Linked DNA regions of Oryzias latipes: region 1 is linked to region 2. Evidence: chromatin contacts called from public Hi-C data. All regions are on one chromosome and are shown on one strand. The core of a region is the stretch at or near the end of the contact, and the rest is flanking DNA. Distances in the headings are between cores, read along the strand shown. Region 1 holds the start of tmem200c (transmembrane protein 200C). Region 2 overlaps epb41l3 (band 4.1-like protein 3).

Region 1 (5,861 bases), core at 2,083-4,582, 46 kb after region 2:
GGCACGTTTGCACCAGTGCAAGTCGGATGACTGTCAGGCTTCTCAGTGAAGAGCCCTGCATGAGCCGCGGTGCCAAAATCCATCTTTGTGGACTTCATCAAGTGTCACTTCTGTGAACATCAGGTTGAGTTCAAACTGAGTGCTGCTTCCCAAAACTATCAGATGTGGCCTTTCTCGTTTTGAATAACCCCCCCCCCCCCCCCCCTCCCAAAATCTTTTTACAGATAAAGTAGAACAAAGTGCTTCCCAGTAAATGAACCTCCACTTTCGCTCGTGTTCCTCCAACCAAAGGAAAACTAAGAATTTCTAGAGCAGCGTTCATATTGTTACTTATGAGTTTAAAAGTAGTCAAACCAATTAGATTAAAAAGGTAATTTTCAAAATAAATGCTGCATCACTTTGAGGAATATTCTAAATTAAAAAATTAAATTAGTGATCTTAAAAGTATTTCTACATAAATAACATGTGGTATTTTTTCCTTAAGTGATGATTCTTTTAACCTTTAGCGTCAGATTTAAATGAGGTTGACCCATCAGATTTACCTGCAGCGCACCTGGTCATCCCTGCACACGTGTGCTTTAGTGAAGGAAGGCAAACACGAAACGTTTAAAAATTCAACTTCATTAAAATCTTTTGGACATGCAGGCTTTACCTGCAAAAACAAATCTGCAACCTAGAATAAATACACATTTTTCATTTGAGTGAGTTAGTGTTAGAGTGAGGATTTGTGAGGGGAAAGGGTTTGTGGACTAATTTCAGCAACTCCAAACTCTGTAAACATCTGCTGACTTGATGGGGCACAAAAAGGAGGAAGAAAGACTTAATTATGTCTGATTACTTTAATAGTATCACTGCATGAGGATTTGAAGGAGGCATGTGGAGAAATGTCAGCACAGAATGTGAAAGAGTTCTTACTAGTTTTGTGTCGGAGCAGCTGCGGGTCCAGATTTGATTCTCTGGACTAAAGCAGTGAGTGACTGATATAAACAGATTGATGTGAATGCAGGAGTCGTCATTAAATCTGCTCTTTATTTACCACAACACCTCCCAAACTAGTCAAGTTGAGTTTCTCCATCAGGATGATGTCACGCTTCTCTTACCTAAACGTTTTCTCCCGTATTAGTCAACACTTGGCCAGACAAAAATGGAGCTTTTGCAAATGGATGCTCTAAATTTGTCCCAAAATCCCACAAAAGAGGGTGTATAAATTAGTCAGAGGATGCCTGCCCACTGTGGTACCTGAACAAATAGCTGGAGTGCTGACTCAGACACAAAAACCAACGTCTGTATATGCAGGCTTCACAGCCCTTCACTGTTAGATTCCAAAAAGATCATCTTTGGCTATTTTATAGTACAGCTAAATCAAAATTTGAGTTGACCTGACTAAAAAAGGATGGGGGACATTGGGCTCTTTTCAGCCCGGGACTCTGCTCGCCTGTTTTTCCGGCCGTGCAAAAGAGAATTTTCAACCATCAGAATTTCTGAGATATTTTGTCACAGACCTTGATATAAATAAGACGCAACATGCAGGAAAAACAGACAAATATCGTGGCTGACAGAGGAGAACAGGGCGATCCGTGCATCTCGTTGTGTCTTGTCATCCGGTGGGAATGTAATGTGTGCAGACATGAGGCCGGCGGGCATGCTCTGTCCAGCTCCCATTCTCTTTCTGTCTCTGTTTCTAAACCTGAGACTGTCCTTGCTGCCACCAATGTGACCATTCTGGCTAACAAAGTGCAATGTTTACTTTTGGGTTTACTTTTGATTTTTCTGCTGTGAGGCTGCAGATCTGAGGCCTCACCTTTACGGATGACAGTCATCACCATTATCACTCAGACTCTTCCTCCTCCATCCTGCTGTGGGTTGAATATTTCCCTCTCTGAACAAGGGTCTGGCTTTTGATTTCATGAAAAAAATTGTCTTTCAACGCAGTGAGATAGTCCTCCACGCAGCCCCCCCCCCTCTCCGTGGGGCCCCGGCATCTCTCAGAAGTGATGACAGGGGCTCCTCAGGGGAAGTGGAACACAGAGTTCTGCACCTGAGCTTCGGCAAACATCTCACATCCAGGAGCTGCTCAAACGCCCCCCCGGGCGAGAGCCAGCGGTCAAGCGCCAAACCCGAGGAGGCGGGAACGGGCCTCGGTTTGGAGCGCGCGGGGTAGCGTCGGTGCCGCGAACAGGGGGTGGGGTGGGGGGTACACGTCGGATCGTGTCTCTGTCTGCGGTGCTGAACGGGAAGCGGCCGCCGCTCGCCCGGCTTTGGAGCGTCAAAGCTGCGGGGAGCCTTTTTTTTTATTTTTTATTGCGCAATCTTCCCTGAGTGTTGATGCGTCTGTTGACATAACGGCGCATCTGTTTCCTTCTTGTTGTAAGGAAGAAAAAAAAACGAGAACGCAAACATGACCGTGGAGCCGGACTTGCTCCTGAAAATATGCAGACCCACGGCGACGGCGGAACAGCCAAACACACGGGGACATTTTTTTGGGTGGGGGCTCGTGGGGGCAAGACCGATGCCAAACATTCATACCTCTGTCACGGCCTGACGAAGCCCATGCTCCCAAAACTACAACTCTCGACAGTATTTATAGCTTCCATTGTATAAACGGCACATATTTCCATCTCTTCTGCCTTCCCAACTTCTTAGAAATTCATTGGTTGGCTGGGGGATGGGGGGGATGGGGGGTCACCTCCGCCATGGAAAAGTTGAAGAGGATGAAGCCATCATCTGCGCTTACCTTTTCTCCGGTGTGCGCTACGCTTGACACGTGAAAGCGAAGGCATCACATCTGCGCGGCGAAAGCAACACGAACGCAACACAGACCATAATCCGAATGTCCCAAAGTGGACGGGTTTGAGGGCCAACGGGGGTCCAAACCCAACGCCCCTCCGGCATTTAAAGTCCTGCCTGTCGACGTGCGAGAGCCAGAAAAAAATCGGCAACTAAACGGAGCAGGAAGACTTTGGAGACATCGCTCCTCCTGGGCGCGCTGGGTGGGTGTGAAGGCGCAGCGGGGGATCATTCAGAGCAAAAGCAGGAGACCGAGCCGCGCGTGTCTTACCGGAAAGCGCGGATTGACGGTCGAGCATCCTCCGAGGCGCGCGGCTCCTTCTGCTGCTCGGTCGTGGCGTGCTGCTGTGGTGCCAAAGGATGGAAGAGGACTCTCCAGCTAAACGCGGATTCACAATGGAGCCAACAGGGGCGGGCCGACCGCATTTCAACTGGAGGTGATTATTGGACAGCGTGAAAAACGAGGGGTGTTACACATCATCATATGTGTCCGATGCACGTATTAAAAGAGAAAAGCAGCCCAGCAGTTTGTTGTCTTATTTGTATTGTTTTTAGCATTTTACATAACAGTTTGGAATTCAATGATTATTTCTGACGCGCAAACATCTCATATTAAAAAATAGACAAAACAAGATCGTACAGGAATCCAAACATCTGCAGCAAAGGACAAAGTCTCCCTGAATGTTCCTGGGTTTCCATAGCTGGGATGGCGTGCTGCGTCCCCATGTTTAACTGAATTAAATATGACAGAGTCCAGATGGGTGTCGGTGATGGGAAACTGAGGAAACATGCAGCAACTCTGCACTGAGGATTTCTGCACAACAAAGCCCCGCGCTGCATGGAGCTCCAGAGACCTCTCTGCAAATTTATGACCCAGAAATGGGGATTTGTTTATGGCATAAATTAGTGGAAGGAACAGAGGAAACTCCAGTCTGGATGGAGCAGGGACAATACATGTGGAAATTACTAAAGAGGGGCTTCAAAGAGCTGTCTTTTCCCCTTGGTGACTCCCCTTGGAGTGGTGGAGGTCAGTTTTCGGCAGCTTGTTCAATTTAGGAAAATGTGTTGATACTCAGATATGGAACTGGGCTTAAGTCACAGACTCATAACTTAAAGCACCGAAATATGATGTTATATGTGAGTCAGAAAGACAGCTTCTACCGCACAATATCCAAAAGACAAAGGATTTTTAAATGATGAACTATTAAGACATTTTCTTAGTGGATGCACCAACACAGCATATAAACTTTAGGATATTAAAGGTGAACTCTTATTGGAAGCAGGTTGGTCATTGTTGGAGGAAGTTGAACAAAGCAAAATCACTTCTGCAAGCCAAATGACTTCCCTCCTCTGCTTAATCATTTCTTATCAAGGCATCCCCAGGTGCTTTCACTCACAGACTGGGACATGATGAATTAGGGGTCATTAAAAGGGAATTTAGAAATGAGAAAAGGGAAGATAGCAAAAGCAACAGATTTATGTTCCCGTTTGCACTGGGAGGGAGATTCTCAAGCACAATGCAGCAGTAATTTAATTTGTTCCTCTGTGATCACATCATGTCTGTCACGCTTATTTAAGACAGCGCAGTCCTGTCCAGTCCGCCGCGAATGATGTGTCTGCAGCGTCCAGGCTCCATCTGCTCCTCCACGTCTTTCTGATGCTCCTCAAAGCGCAGAGCAGCAGCCTTCATGTGCACAAGCGTGTAGGTGCAGATGATGGTGTGTCAAAAATAGTCCCTGTGATTCTGGAGCTAAAACCTCTCCAGCTCTGCAGCCTCCAAACGAAGGAAGGCATTGCTTTGTTCTGGGGCTGCCTCTCTCTCCACACCTAACTGAAAACCGTGGAGTCCATCTGTTGCACTTCCAGGGGCTCCAGGGCTCAAATCTATGACTTTGGAGCTATTTGGAGCTTTACTGAGACATTCCTGTTCTTACTGCTTCAGTTGTCGCAGGAGTCATAGAGCTACATGGAGGATCAGATGAAAACCTCTACTACTTTCTAAGGCCTGGGGCATAGAAAATTTTGCTACATGCACAACATCTCCTAATGGATGAGGATGGAGTTATTAACGATCCAAGAATGTTTTCTGAGAAACAAATAAGTGAGACAAAGTATTTGTTAGTCTTTTCTCCTCCAGGCAAAGCACACTGTTTCCAACAGAGGCTGAATAATTAATGAGATGAGTTATACTGTGTCCTACAGTATAAGTGCCACAAACAACTGCAGCTCCTGAAAGCAGAGATCACAATTGTCTGACCTGCTGTTTCACTCTCTCTCTTCTGTCTGGTCAAACGGTTTTTACATCACTGCTTCCCAATAGGCAGAAAGGACACACCTTTCTCTGCAACATTTCAGCATTCAGCGCAGAGCAACGGACTCCAAATGACTGGGAAATTGCTTGGCGGCGGCAACAATTGCTTCTTCGAACACGTTGGTGTTAGCGTGACGACAGCAGACCGCCAACAGGCTGCTGAGAGGTCTGCACCTGCATGATCAGTTCATCCGCTTCACTTGATCAGCGGCACCTGGCTTCTTGTTCCCTCTTCATTCTCCCACACAGGCACTGCTCATTCACTTGGTTTTAATTGACAGATAGCAGCACACAGAAAACAATTACTAGTTATTGCTGCTTCAGGATGAGTGTGGGTGTACTGTGTTCTCCTGACCACAGCCTTGCTCAGCTATGGTTTTCATTCGAGGTTGCATTTCCTTCATCCAGAGATCATAAACCTTCTTTCCCTCTTTTAAATATGCTGCCATCTCATCATTGTGATCCATTCCTTCTTTTTCAGGAAAGAAACGAAGATGTCCTCGTTTGTTCGAACATCTCATTTCACGTTTTCAATGATAGATTACAGAAAACTGCAAGAAAAGCAGCGTCTTATCCTTAAGTCTTTTTTTTGTAAAGCTCAGCCGGTTCCCTGAAATGGATTCCTTTCATGATACACACAAACTGCATGTTTGTTCCTTAGGCTGCAACACAATGATTTTTCCAGAGGAAGCAAGAGCAGAGATGTGTGTGTGTGTGTGTGTGTGTGTGTGTGTGTGTGTGTGGGAGCTCTGAATAAACTGGC
Region 2 (6,092 bases), core at 1,503-4,002:
GTGGCCCCTGTGAATGATAAATGTACAGTTAAGTGATGTGTCATGAACCCAGCATCACGGGGCAGGTTTACTGTTGGTTTGAGATTAAAGAGCATCACATTTAAAGAGTTTATCAGAGAGCTGTGGTCACCTGCTGAGGGGAGGAAACGCGTCCCGGCGTAGAATGATGACATACAGGGACAGATGGACACAAGAACAGAGAGAAAAGTAAGGAAAGGAAAGGCAAACATCTTGATGGAGCGCAAAAGATGAACTGAGAGGGGGGGTAAACTGAGGAGGAATGAAGTTATTGTATGGAAAACCATTAAGCAGCTTAACAGAAATGATCAAATGATCAAAGCCACGTGTGGAAATTTTTAGTTCTGCTTCTAGAGCAGACGAAATGTCTTTGCTGGGACATCCATACAATTTTCTTAAGTGGTCTTTGGGTGGGGGAGGAGGTGGGGGTATGAGCAGGACAAAAGGGAACAGCACCCTGGCAGGCCTGGGAAGTCCCTCCCCCAGGGAGATGATAAGAGCACCGACAAAGAAAAATGGTTTGAGCAAAACGGCGGAGCAATCAAAAGCTCCTCAGAACTCCTGCCGCTCAGGTGTGACGGCGGTTCAGGTGCCAACACAAACTCAAACGTGAGAAAAGCCAGGAGCCTGGTTGCAACAGAAACTGGTCGAGCTGCGGGTGTGGGCGGGAAGGGCCGTTAGCCATGCTCGGGGCCTGAAAACACTGCTGTTAGGCCGGATCTGCTGCTGCTGGAGCAAATGAATGAGGGCAGGCAGCACGTGGAGCTGGTGGAGGTGTTGGGTTTTGCTTTCATACCACCACTAAAGGCATAGCGGAAGATTCAGAAACTGTCATCCGAGTCGGGCTGGACTTCAGTCTCGCACTGATGACCTCTGAGGCTTCGGTCTTCACCTCCTCTGAAATCCACGAGGCCATTGCCTTTTTGGGGGAGTCCAGGCCTCTAACATGATTCATGTCACCACCTTTCATCTCCTCCGTCAGACTCAACAATTTCACAACTGCATTGTGGGTAAAAATGTCCTCTGGGGCAATTTCTGCTTCTTTACACAAAAGGAACCTTTGGTTCTTGTCAGCTTCCAGCTCTTCAGGGCCAACGGCCTCCTCTTCCTCGTCAACCAAAGCACTCATCACTCCGCCCTCGGAGTCCGCTTGGTCCTCCGCCTCCTTCAGGATAATGAGCGTGCCTTTCTTGTCAGTGATGGCCTGCGACACTTCCTGTCTCACAGCCCCAGGGCTCAGCCTCAACACAGACGTCTCCGACACCTCCTCCTGAGAGTCTGGGGTTTTCTCCTCAACCTCCTCCCTCAAGGTCCCGTCCAGGAAAACGTCGTCGTCCATTGTGGTCGACAAGCTAATCCCGTGGGGCCCCGAGGAGGTGACCCCCTCTGTGACGACGCTGTCCGGTACGACTTTGACCAGATATCCTGCTGCCTGGGGAGACACGTGATTTGTTGGAGACGGACAGAGAGGAAGACACAACAATCACAAAGAAACGTCACGCCAAACACACAGATCCACTCGCACTTCTGCTTCCACTGGCAAAGACGTGACGTCGCTCTGAAAAGAGAGGACTGAAGATGCCAGCGTCTAACGAATTTTATACGCTGATGGGAGAAAGAAAAGGGTCAATTAAAAAGAAGAACCCAGAGGCTCTTCTTGTAAACATCCCTGCAGACTGGAGGCCTCGTACTTTTGGAGCTAGAAGACGGCAGACGAGAAACGGCAAATGAGATCGAATGGAAAGCAGCTTACCTCTGTGCCTTTAGGTCCCACCTCCTCTTTCCGCTCTGCTCCAGACTGCTGATCATCTTTGGTCTGCAAAAAATGAAGTGAACTTAAAAAACCTTCTAAAACAAGGAAGTTCTGGATCCTAAAAATGAACAGCAGAGACAGCGTTTGCAGCCTGAGGGGTTTTTCTTACATCCTAATGGAGGAGATTTGATTAAACTGAAATCAGCGCAAAACTACGGACTTCCCCAAGTATTAAAATGCCTGATTTTATAAACAACTAGAGCTGATGAAACAGAGAAATGTTGGCAGAGGGAACAAAAAAAACACTCAACGTGCATCCAACTATGCAGACAAAGACAGTTTCATTATCAGGAGACGATCTGCACTTTGAGATGCTGTCAGATGCGTTTGTACAGGTTCCTCTCAGAATTCAGTTACAGAGAAAAATAACAACTTTGTCAAATGAGACCTAACTGCATATTAGAAATGAGAAGTCACGTGTGCTGATGCAGAAAGGAGAAACTTCATGTAAAGGAAGTAAGCAAAGATCAGACGAAGGGGAAGTAAACCTGGAATCGAATCAAACGAGGCTCCATTCTGAGAGAACGCGCTTCTGTCAGGGATTTAAAAAAAAACTGATTTCCGGCTTTGGCCATAGTTTACTTTAAAAATTCTTTTAAGAAGGCAGAAGCAGCAGCTAAATTTAGAGGAGAACCTCTGTGCTGCTCCTTCGCAACTAAATATGGATGAGTTCTGACACTGCCTTTCAAACTGGGCTTATGTTGAAGGTCTCTGTCAAGACGGCTCAGGAAGTTTCCAGGACAGCCTAGGTTGTCATGTGTTGATAACCATAAAAGAAAGGACTTAAAACTCCTTCATTCTGGCACTTTTATGAAACTGTTAAGCTGCGTTAAGCTGAGAGAGAAAAACAGCACGATCCCGACATCCGCATCTGCTCCTCTAAGCCTCCCTGCAGCCCGGTCCAACACTGCTCCCATTGTTTTCCTCCCGTCTCCTTGGTGACGTCATGCCTCACAACCATGCCATCATGCTGTCTGCGTCCGCTTACGTCCTGCGGCTCCAGCGGCTCGATCATCGGGGCTTCGTCTGATCTGGGTGAGCGCAGAGGGGATGAGGAGAGTCTCTTCTCCCACTCTGTTGGGCCTGGCGTGCTGCTGCCCGCGGTTTCCAGGAAGGAGCGTTTCAGCTCGCTGATGTTTGTCTGGTGCTTGGCCACCTCTGGCAAAGGCTCTGTGTCCTAAAGTGGCCGACGAACCGTGATTAAAGGAGATGAGCTCGGGCAAAGCGCCATGCTTTCTGTTCTGCAGCGTGCGGAGCATCTGCAGAGATGCTGAGCTGCACACATGCAGCTTAGAAGGGCTCTGCTAACAAACTGAAAACATCTACAGGCACAAAAACGTCACAATAACAGCAAAACAGCTGCCTACGAGGCAATGACCAAACATGGTCTTAAATGCAGCAGCACAGTTAAGACCTGCTCAACCTGATGAAAATAAAGGGTTGCATGCACGGGTTTGGTTAGGCACAACACTCCCAAATCTCCTCTTCTTCTAGAAGAGCTTCTATTTTATTTGTGATACAAGATATTTACGATATATTAGAATATGAGAAGAGTTTATTCACACCACAAGCAGAGTCCAGTACAGGCAGGTAGGCTGGAGAAGAGGAAATATTTCCCTTTTTCTAATCGGTTAGGATTTTTCATAGCTGAAAGGAACCAGCATGCATTATTCGGTTATGCACGACCTGCTCACCAACCTCTAGCATCAGATTGCTATGCCTGATAAAAACGTTTTCCCCCTTTACTCGTCTTATGAAACTATACTGCAGAGAGACAGAGGGGGAAAGGATTCGTCATGACAGGTGAAGAACAGAGAAATGGGAGCCTTGTCTTCCAGAGAACGACTGTAAACAAATGTTACGAAGGAAGAAAACATTACAAAAGGAAAAAAAAGGTAAAACAGGCCTCCGGCGTGAGGTGGTGGGACCTTAAAAAAGTGTTTATGGAAGGAGCCACACCCCTGCAGCCGCCTGTGAGGTGAGCGCAGGCAGGAACAAAAAAGGTCACTTTTGTGTCTGATCACAAAAGCATAGACTAATAGCAGGCAAGCACAAAAGAACAGCACAAAGTGATCGATGGGAGATTTTTTTTTTTTGGTGCGGCTTCCAGGCCTCCAGGCGAGGCCGGTCTACCTGAGTCTGCGTCTCAGATTCCTCATCTGCTTCCGACTGATGGCGGATAAAGAGCAGAGCACACAGACAGTGAGACGAGGCAGTAGCACGTTGTTAGAAAAGAAAAACGTCTGATGAGAAACTAGCAAAACGGAGGCAGCACTTAAGTGCAAGGAGCTCAGAGAGACAACATGAAGAGCAAGAAACAGCTGAACTGTGAGCAGCATTCGTCCACTCACAGCCTCCAGCATCCTGGAGGTCTGTGCAGCTTTAGCTTCAAGCTGCTGACATGAGCTTCTACTGAAACTCTTAGCAATGAGTCTAAAGGGATAAGATGACCTCTTTTGACTTTTTTCAAAGCTACAAGTAAAAGATCAAACAGCATGCATTCACGTTTTTAAGGGCCTATATCATGCAAAATCAACTTTTTGAGCATCTAAGCATTTCGTTTTAGTTCATTGTTCATTACTTAATGGGTCCTTCCTACCAGGAAGAGTCTGTGCTGTCAGCCCCGCCCCCAGACTAACACACACGCCCATTTTCTCAGTGGAGCTAGCGGTGATTGGCTAAACTCTTTCCTTTTATTTGAACAATATGCATGTGCATCTTTGGAAAAGTTCAGATTTTTGTTTTAGAGAAACTGCAGAGGCCGGCTCTAGGATGACATCACGAAATCGGCGGCACCCACAAGGAGAGAAAGGCGGAGCCTCAGAGATTGAGTTGTCTTACTCCCCGGTAAGAAGATTAGCTGCAAAAATAACTCATATTTCATAAAAAACTGATTCTTTGGTGTGTCAAAGGTAATATATGATCATAAATGTGGATACAGTTTACTCTGAAAGGCTTAACAGCAGGATATAGGCCCTTTAATACACTGACAGTGATTTAAAACAGAAAAATGCTTAAAAATCCTCTTTAGAGAGCCAAAAGTATCACAACTCACTATTTATTCCATTTATAGACAAAAAAATAAAGCTGCCTTCAAAACATTTCACATCAAAGCTTGAACTAAAACCATCTGGAGACTGCAGTTTGCAGCAATACAGTAACAGCATAATGGATTCATGGACTCGTTTTCAACTTTAAAGACAGTGAAAACAGCCAAAACTAAGAACAATTCAGTCGACAATGGGAAAAAAAAGGAGCACCATACGTTACATGCATGACGTGCAGAACTGAAAGTGCATGCATCACTCCTAAAATTTCAATAAATGTCACAGACTAATGTGAGGCCCGCGTGTTTGGCTTAAAATACAAACCTCTGTCACAGTAATGTCTCCATCAAAGGCAAAGTCAGTACGTTCGCTGTCCGTCTGCTTCCGCAGAACAAACCAATCCAAGGGGCAAGCAGGGAAAAAAACCAGAAGGACCCAACTTGTAAACGTGCAAATATGTCATTTCTGTCAGGAAAGCGTCTTCATAACCACAAATGGAACAAATGGGAATGTTCTGACTGCTGGAACTGTGAGCAACACATCATCAGACAAGAACAGCAGAGGAACTGGAAGCAAACAAAACGACTAAATGCAAATGAAACAAACAAGCAAAACAGACTCAGAGGAAGATGAAACCATCAATCAGTCACTTAGATCGATCGTTGATGAAGATTTTTTTCAATTTGGAGAGCGCCTGGTTTTCTCCACAGCCATGAGGGTTCAGGGTCGGAAACATGAACACTTCACAACCTCCCTCCTCCCTGAGACGTGCCGCGGTCGCTCCGCTTCACCGCGCCTCACGCTGCATTGATCAGATGGAGGGGAGTGGCCAGATGGAAAAAAACATTCCACAAACATCTAGCTGGGTTTGCTCTCCACTTCTGCTGCTTTGCTGGAGCCGGACGGCGCCGCTGAGAGACTGATTGCATGAGTGAAAGTGGCTGCAAACATGGACAGGTCTTGCATGCAGCTGATGGTCTGAGGTGCACACCATGGTGGTGGTGGTGGTGGGGTGACTCTAACCCTTATATTAAGGTAACAGCGAGATGTGTTAGGCGCTGACATCACTCTGCAGATAATGAGATTATACCGGAACGACTTTATTTTAGGGGAGTTAAAAGAAAGGGTGGCGATTTTGTGACTAATCCTTCCTAAGGTGGAGCAGCCAATGAAATGGTGAGACTTGCAGCTCAACCTCTGTAAGGCGGCGATGC

What was found. A called contact is a pair of places that touch in the nucleus more often than the background predicts.
Region 1: a contact with region 2 is called in a Hi-C map of embryo, with 1.7 times the contacts expected there. The contact joins the promoter of tmem200c here to the enhancer-like site in region 2. A contact is called at or near these places in 2 of 5 Hi-C or Micro-C datasets (both in embryo).

Annotation. Positions count from the first base shown.
Region 1 is chr17:4,971,378-4,977,238 of ASM223467v1, forward strand. It overlaps tmem200c (transmembrane protein 200C), which reads right to left and starts at 3,333. Exons shown (of 2, transcript XM_004078712.4): 1 at 3,059-3,333.
Region 2 is chr17:4,925,864-4,931,955 of ASM223467v1, forward strand. epb41l3 (band 4.1-like protein 3) reads right to left here. Exons shown (of 25, transcript XM_020710739.2): 14 at 5,203-5,256; 15 at 3,965-4,000; 16 at 2,820-3,008; 17 at 1,772-1,834; 18 at 815-1,450; 19 at 131-163; 20 at 1-7. Among protein-coding and RNA genes, the nearest start is that of zbtb14, 10 kb to the left of the region's middle. Within about 2 kb of position 2,753, at least 1 of the 8 cell types and tissues checked has an H3K27ac peak or open chromatin away from gene starts, as enhancers often do. A contact at or near this core is called in embryo, where this site is marked.